Regions from separate parts of the Mus musculus genome. Here region 2 is linked to region 1. Evidence: chromatin contacts called from public HiChIP or PLAC-seq data. All regions are on one chromosome and are shown on one strand. Each heading gives the region's core, a stretch centred on a gene start, on an enhancer-like site or on the middle of the called end of the contact. The rest is flanking DNA. Distances are from core to core; before and after follow the strand shown. Region 1 holds the start of Dusp7 (dual specificity phosphatase 7). Region 2 holds the start of Sema3f (sema domain, immunoglobulin domain (Ig), short basic domain, secreted, (semaphorin) 3F).

The links. HiChIP or PLAC-seq counts read pairs in DNA pulled down with a chosen protein or histone mark.
Region 2: a contact with region 1 is called in an HNF4G HiChIP or PLAC-seq map of pancreatic cancer cells. The contact joins the promoter of Sema3f here to the promoter of Dusp7 in region 1.

The regions. Positions count from the first base shown.
Region 1 is chr9:106,367,366-106,370,699 of GRCm38.p6, reverse strand. It overlaps Dusp7 (dual specificity phosphatase 7), which reads right to left and starts at 2,068. Exons shown (of 3, transcript NM_153459.4): 1 at 1,377-2,068. The coding sequence starts at 1,902.
Region 2 is chr9:107,707,848-107,711,292 of GRCm38.p6, reverse strand. Sema3f (sema domain, immunoglobulin domain (Ig), short basic domain, secreted, (semaphorin) 3F) reads left to right here and starts at 1,331. Exons shown (of 18, transcript NM_001379496.1): 1 at 1,331-1,875.

The DNA.
Region 1 (3,334 bases), core at 819-3,318:
TGTGGTCAGGGCAAGATTGGGGGTGGTGGGTGGTGGGGTGTCTGGTGAGTCCAAATGGGCCACAAAAGACTATTAACGGTCAGGACTCACACAACATGTCCATGTCAAAGGACAATGTGACCATGCCTAATACATCACACACGGACTCACTCATGTTCTGGCCATCTAAAAAATCACCACTTCACAGTTAAGGGAACTGAGGCTTTGAGTGGGTTCTGTAACTGTTAAAGTATACTGGCCCTATGGCTTGATATAGAGCACCTGAGGTCAAGTACCAGCTCCTTTCTCTTCCATACCTCCCACATACATCAACACACCTGAGTGCTTGCTCAGTAGTGGCCAATGGGCAAAGAAAGGCCAACAAACCCATCGCAGGCCAGCACCTGTAGGTCAGCAAACCCCTATTCCAAAGAGAGAGGAGCCAGAACACCTATGGGCCTGTCAGAGGCAGAGTCCAAGCAACCACACTTGGGGAGGGTGGTGTGAAGTCCCTTTCCCCAGCAAGAGGGGAACCGGGTACTAGCGATTCACCTTCCCTGGACAAGCACCCGACACACTGCATGTGACTCAAAGAGAGGGGCCACGGGGGCTAGACAAGGACAGGAGAGACAAGGAACACCATGAAGCTAGACATGGCCCTGCGGCACCCGAGGGTGCCGCAGGACTCCCCTCCCCTCCCAGCCTGTCTGCTGCCAGCAAGAGGCCATTTTGGAATGTTAATTGGAAACACCGGCTGCAGCCAATAGCTCCCCTCACCCCCTGGCCCGCAGGCAAGCTGCCTGTCTCCCCCTTCCATAAACTCAGGGGCAGCGAACTGAGGCCCATTCCCCATTCCCCAACACACACACACACTCACACCTGGGCCACTGCCCACACATCTGCAGAAGTGCCTCCAAGCCGTGATTCTGATTGATAGGGGCCATAGTGGGATCCCAGAGAAACCATCATAAACGGGCCCATGCACTGGAGGGTGGGTGATACTGAAAAAGGTACCTTCCCGATCCTATCTTCCTAATGACATAAATTCCTGTGGGCCCTGCTCTTTTCTGGGTTCCAGTACCGATCTCTCCCTTCCTCCGAGCTCAACTGGAGCCTGTGCGCTGTTGTCTACCCATCCACAGAGAAAAAAATTAAATAGGAAAGGGAAAGTTTGTTTCAGCCACTGAACGGTGCTGAGAAAGAGAACACAGATCGGGTTCCCTGTGCCTGGCTAAATCCACACCTTAGGGGATGGCTCCCAGAAGGGCGGATTCGGACCAGGGGCGACGTGGCGCCCGGCCTGGCCAAGCGAGTGGAAAGGAAACAGCCTGCAGCGAGGGCGCCAGGGAGCAGAGGCGCAGCCCCAATACCGCCTGGGGTCTAGGTTCTGTCCTCACCTTGGAGGTAGTAGGCCTGGCAGCCGTCGTCTCGCAGCTTCTGCAGGAGCAGGCCGAGAACGGAGGCGGGGGCGCCGGGCTCGGGCTGCCACTCCGCCGTGGCCTCGTCGTAGAGCAGCACGGTGGCCGCCTTGCAGCGCGTGGCGAAGCGCTCCTTGTCGGCATGGTTGGGAATGATGGAGCGGATGGGCAGGTTGCCTTTGCGCAGGCGGCGCAGCATGAGACCCGGGATGGCCAGGTTGATGGCCGTCTCAATGTGCGACGATTCGAAGAGCTCGTGCGGCCGGCAATCTAGCAGCAGCAGGGACGCGCCACCGCGCGCCTCCAGCTCCTCCTGCAGCCACTCGGCGCTCTTGCAGGGCATGGCCCCCGCTCCCGTCGTCGCTCCCGCTCCGATGCCTGCGCCGGACCCAGATCCCGCACCGGGCTCCGACCCCGCCCGAGTGCCCCCAGCCGCCGCCGCCGCCGCCGCCCCCGAAGTCGACATGTGCGCCCGCACTGGGGGCCCGCGGAGCTGGTTTTTCATGGGGATCCCGGGGCCGGGGCCGGGGCCGGGCAACCCAGCCCTGGGACGGCGCCCCGGCCGCGCTGGCCCCAGCCGCGTCTCCGGGCGCCCGCCTCCCGCCGAGCCGCGCGCCCGCCGCCCCGGCCTCCCAGCCTCCGGCCTCAGTCCCGCCCGGCCGGCCCTCCGCGCGTGCCGCGGCCTGACAGCCCCAATTAAACCGCGGCTCCGGCGGCCGCGCGCCCGGGCGTCCTCCGGGAGGCGGGGCCGTGAGGCCGGCGCCTGGGCTTAAAGGCACCGCGCCTCCGCAGCCCCTCCCCCGCAAGCGGCGCGGGAGCGCCCTCGGCCGGCTCCTACGGGCCCGCCTAGCCGGGACCTGGCTACCACCTGCCCAGGGGCGAGCCAAGGCGGCCTCGCAGATCTCTGGCTGAGCGCCTACATCTGTGCCTTGCAGAAAGGCTGCACTGGGACCCCACCTAACATTTACAGAAGCAGAATTTCTTCAGGATTGGGGGCAGGGGGCGGTCACCCAGAGCCAGTCTTCCCTCCTCTTGTCTGTTATCCTCATTCATTCTCTGATAGCGTTCATTCAACAAATGGAAACTGAATTCCTACTACGTGTCGTGCTCTGTGTTAGGCGGTCTTAGTTTCAGATGACCGCATCATCCCAACCCTTGATGGCCATAGGTTCCAGACCTGAGTTGGAGGGTCTGCTGAGGGAATAGGTGACTTGGGTTGGGGGGGGGGTGTTCAAGGACCGCTCTCGCAAATCGCAGGCAGAAGTGGAGGAATTCTGAAAGGACCAACCCTGGGTAAGGGAACGCGAGCTCTTTAAGAAAGCTTTTACAAGTGCGGTGGTGACTGGCCCGGAGTGAAGCGCCACGTGACTTTCCTATTGGGGCGGGTAGGAGGGAGGGAGCGCTCCATAATCAGCTTCCCTTCGCCTACCTCTCTCTCCAGGCACCAATCAAGTTTCGCGGTAGGCGGGCACGCGCTCGGCAGATAGTCAATCGCCGCCGAAAGAGGCTGCGGGGAAAGGAGGCGGGTCCCGCGGCGGGTCCACCCAGCTGGAAGTGGGCGGGGCCTCGTCCAGCGTGCTGTTCGGGCTCTCAGGCGGGTGGGGCTCAGGAGGTACGTGGCTCTGCAGGTAGGGCTCAAACAAAGCGGCAGGACCGACCGCAAGGTTTTGACCAGACCAAGGCGGTCTTTCCTTGGAGGGAGCTGTTCCTCCCAAGCCCCGAGTGCATTCTCTTAACAGGCTGGGGATCCCAACTTGAGGCTTAGTCCCTCACTCCGTCCCGGGCTAGTCATCTCTGAGCCAACTTGACCCTAACCCGGGATTGCGGTGTCAGGGGTGTCCGATCGGGCTACAGTTTCAATCTCCATCTCCCAATTAAATGTTCTCCCCCCTCCCTTTTTTTCTCAGCCGCAGGAGCCCTCTTCTACATTCGCTTAG
Region 2 (3,445 bases), core at 82-2,581, 1.3 Mb before region 1:
TTGTTAATGTTTTGAGTGAAGTATGACATTAGGGAGAAGATCAGATCGGTGCTGTCCCTCACTACAGCAGGTAGACATTTCCTCACCTTAAACAGCCAGGCCCTCTTGGAAGCATAGGAAGTACCCCACTTGTGAGTCAGGTGACCCTCAGTAGTATCCCAGCAGCCCTCTGATACCCACCTAATGCACACAGTCAGCCAGCCAGTGGGTCAGAGGAAGAGTGGCTCTTCTGGGAGTTGTAGCCAGGAAAAGGAGAGGATGGAGGAAGAAGAAAAGAGAAATGGAAAAGGAAGACAGGAGGAAAGAGGGGTAGGAAGGGGAGGAAGAAGACAAATGGAGGACTGAGTGGGGAGAGAGCAGAAGGCAGAGAGAAAGAAAGGAGGAAGACAGAAGAGAAGGGAGAGAAGAGGAGGGAATAGGAGATGGAGGACAGGGAGGAAGCAGAGGACAAAGAGGGCCAAAGCCTCCTGGGACCACAGCAAGAGTGTATGGGGAAGGGCTGAGAAGTGGTTCTGGCTGATGAGGCCATGACCTTGGGGGATGGGCTGCTCAGAGGGACCCTTCCTGGGGTCAGGGGAGGCTCTTGCTCAATTGTTGAGATTTGAAAGCAAGTGCCCTTTTCATAGCAGAGGGGTGGGGGGTATGCCTTGAGTCGTCCTCCTGTCATCTGGGTTCTCTGGAATATGGCACTGTAAAGGGAAAGTCTGTGAGGACCGCTGGCTTGAAATGAGACTTACTGGTGTTTGAGGTGATCACTTGGAGCATTTGGCTAGCTGGACAGAGCTAGTGGCTGGGCTGCACCCACTTGACCTACTCTGGAGGTAGCCATCTGTCGGAAGGTCCAGAAGTGCCAACCGTCCCAAGGGCTGCACCGCCACCTGCTGAGAGGCCTGGGCCATCCCAGGTCCTTCGCCGCTGGGCCGTGGCTGGCAGCAAGTAGGAAGGAGGAACGCGGAAGGGGGCGCGCAGGTGAGTGCTAGCTGGTTGCTCCCCTGCGCTCCAGCCCTTCTCACCAGGGAGTTGAATGCCCGGGTAAACACCAGGCGCGATGTGCGCCGTGTATCCACGGAGAGACAAAGCCAGGGCGGGGCGGGGGCGCCGCCCGCGATGCCAGGGCGGGGGTGCAGGGTGCAGAGCAGTCTCCCCTGGCGCGGGTTGCCCACCGCCTGGGAACCCTGAGCCCTGCCCGCGGACAGGTGGAGCGGGGGCGGGGCGGTGGCCGGGAGGGTCCCGCCCCGGAGGTGGGGCCGGGCGGGCCCGGCGGGGCGGGGCCGTGCTATGCAAATGTCGCCCACGGGCGGCCAATTGCCTGCGCTCCGCGCGCGGCTCCGAGCGTCCCGTCCCGCCAGCGGCCTCGAGACCTGAGCAGCTAGGGAACAAACCGCAGCGGTCCAGGGAGCCCCGAGCGCAGCGTAGAGCCAGGGTACGCTTCGAGGACCCGCGCAGCCCCGCTCGGTCTCCGGGCCCTAGTCAGACAGCCAGGCAAGCGCAGCGCCACCCGGCCGAGCCCAGCGCAGCGCTCTGTAGCCTAGCGCGCGCCACCGCCCGCGCCCCGCACCGGGGAATGCGCCCTCGGCGCGCAGGCCAGGGGGCGCCCGCAGCCCGCCCCGGGGGAGGCGGCCCCGAGCGCCCCTGAGCCTTTCCATGGCCCGGGCTAGGGCCCGGGGCCTCGGCTGCTGACGTGCACGAAGCCAGGGGACCCAGTGAAGCCGAGTCCGCGGTGCGGATCCCGGCTCAGGCTAAGAGACAAGAGGGCGCGGACAGGGCCGTGGCCCGGGGGGGGGGCAGCTAAAGCGGACCGGCCGGACGCGAACCTCTCCGCTGCTGCGGCGGCCACCGCTGCCCGGGCGCCCAGGCCCCGCCGCCGTGGACGAGGTGAGTACGGAGAGAACACGACCTCCCGACCCCACTAGGATCCGCGGCACTGCAACTCCTTAGAAGTGCGCGAGGTCTGGCGAACCGTGGCACACTGTCTGCGGGTACCAGGCGACAGAACTAGGATGTGCTTCATACCTGTCCCGGCGTCCTGAACCTCCCCGGTTCCCGGGCGCTGTAAAGATGTGTGTGTGACTAGGTGATGTGGCCTGCGGGATCACTGGTGTGTGAATTAACTTTTTCCACCCCCGCAAGGTTTTGGGTGGGTACCCTTACCCTCGTTGAGTGGGAGTTCGGATCCTTCTGTTTTAGTCCTCTGCTGACGCCTGCACTCTTTCCCAAACGGCGCGTTTGCACTGCCACAGTGTCTCTAATCTGAAGACCAGGTCAGCCCCAGGGGAAGGTCTAAATTGGAAGCCCCCACGTGGAGGGTCGCCCGGAACCGCAAGACAAGGGGATCTGTTTCCAAATGGGCTTTTCTTTCAGCCATTTGCCGATCTCCTGGCCCCCAGCTGCCTCTCGGTCCTTCTCCGGTTCAGGGGTCTCGGTGTAAGTGAGGTGTTGTTAAGTTGGAAGAGCCTGGGGTCAAGCCCCAGTTTGAACCACGGACCCTAGTGGTGAAGTGGGCAAGGGACCATGGGGGGTGGCGGGTTGTCTAGAGCAGGTGAGGTAAGGAAAGTGTCAAGATGAAGAGTCCTTTGGAACTAAGGCTGGGGTCCCAGCCGGACCTATAACTCCTCATTCTTGAAATAGGTGCATTTTGCCACCAGACCATTAACATCTGGGGAGAGGACAGACTGAAGCCTCCCTGTGTCCACCGTGGAGCTGGGCCAGGTAGAAGGAGTCCTGTTTCCCCGAATTCACTCTTTCTCCAGTACCCGCTACCCTAGTTACAGATAGGGGAAAACTGGGCCCGGGGGTGGGATGGAGCCGGGGCTGCTTCTCCAGCTGCTCAGGGGGTGTGCCTGGACGCAGTGGACTATCTTGTCTGGGCCAAGCAAGAATGCAGTCAGATCTACCCCCACTGTTCCCCCGTAGTTCCAAAGGAGCCAGGCCCGGAAGTAGGAAGGTGGGGGGTTGGAGAGGCCAGAAGCCCAGCCTCAGCCCCCGCTACTCTGCGTACCTTGGGGGTGGGGATGGAGCCTGGCCCAGGTGACCTTGACTGGGAAACCCTGGCCACAAAAGGGGGTTTCGGTCCCAGCAGATCTGCTTCCTGGTCTATGAGGTGTTGGGGGAGGGGGAAGCTAAGGCTCCAGGAAGGAGTCTTGGGGTGTGTGTTGGGGGGGTGTTAGCTGATGAGCTGGTGGGGTGCTGTTAGTAATTTCCTCCGTGTTCCTCCACAGCCCTGTTCTTGCCTTGCCTCCCTTCAATTGAGGCAGTTCTCTGCTAGAGGAGCCAACCTTCCTCTGCTAAGACAGGCTCCCCCTGACACACACATACACGCACATAGACACACGCACTATGAGCTTGGGAGGTCTGGATCAGGCTGGACAATCTGACCACCTGGCCCCCTGTCCCGCCCCCAGGTGCCTCTGGACCCCTTCCTCCGTCCGCCCCTTTCCTGCACCCC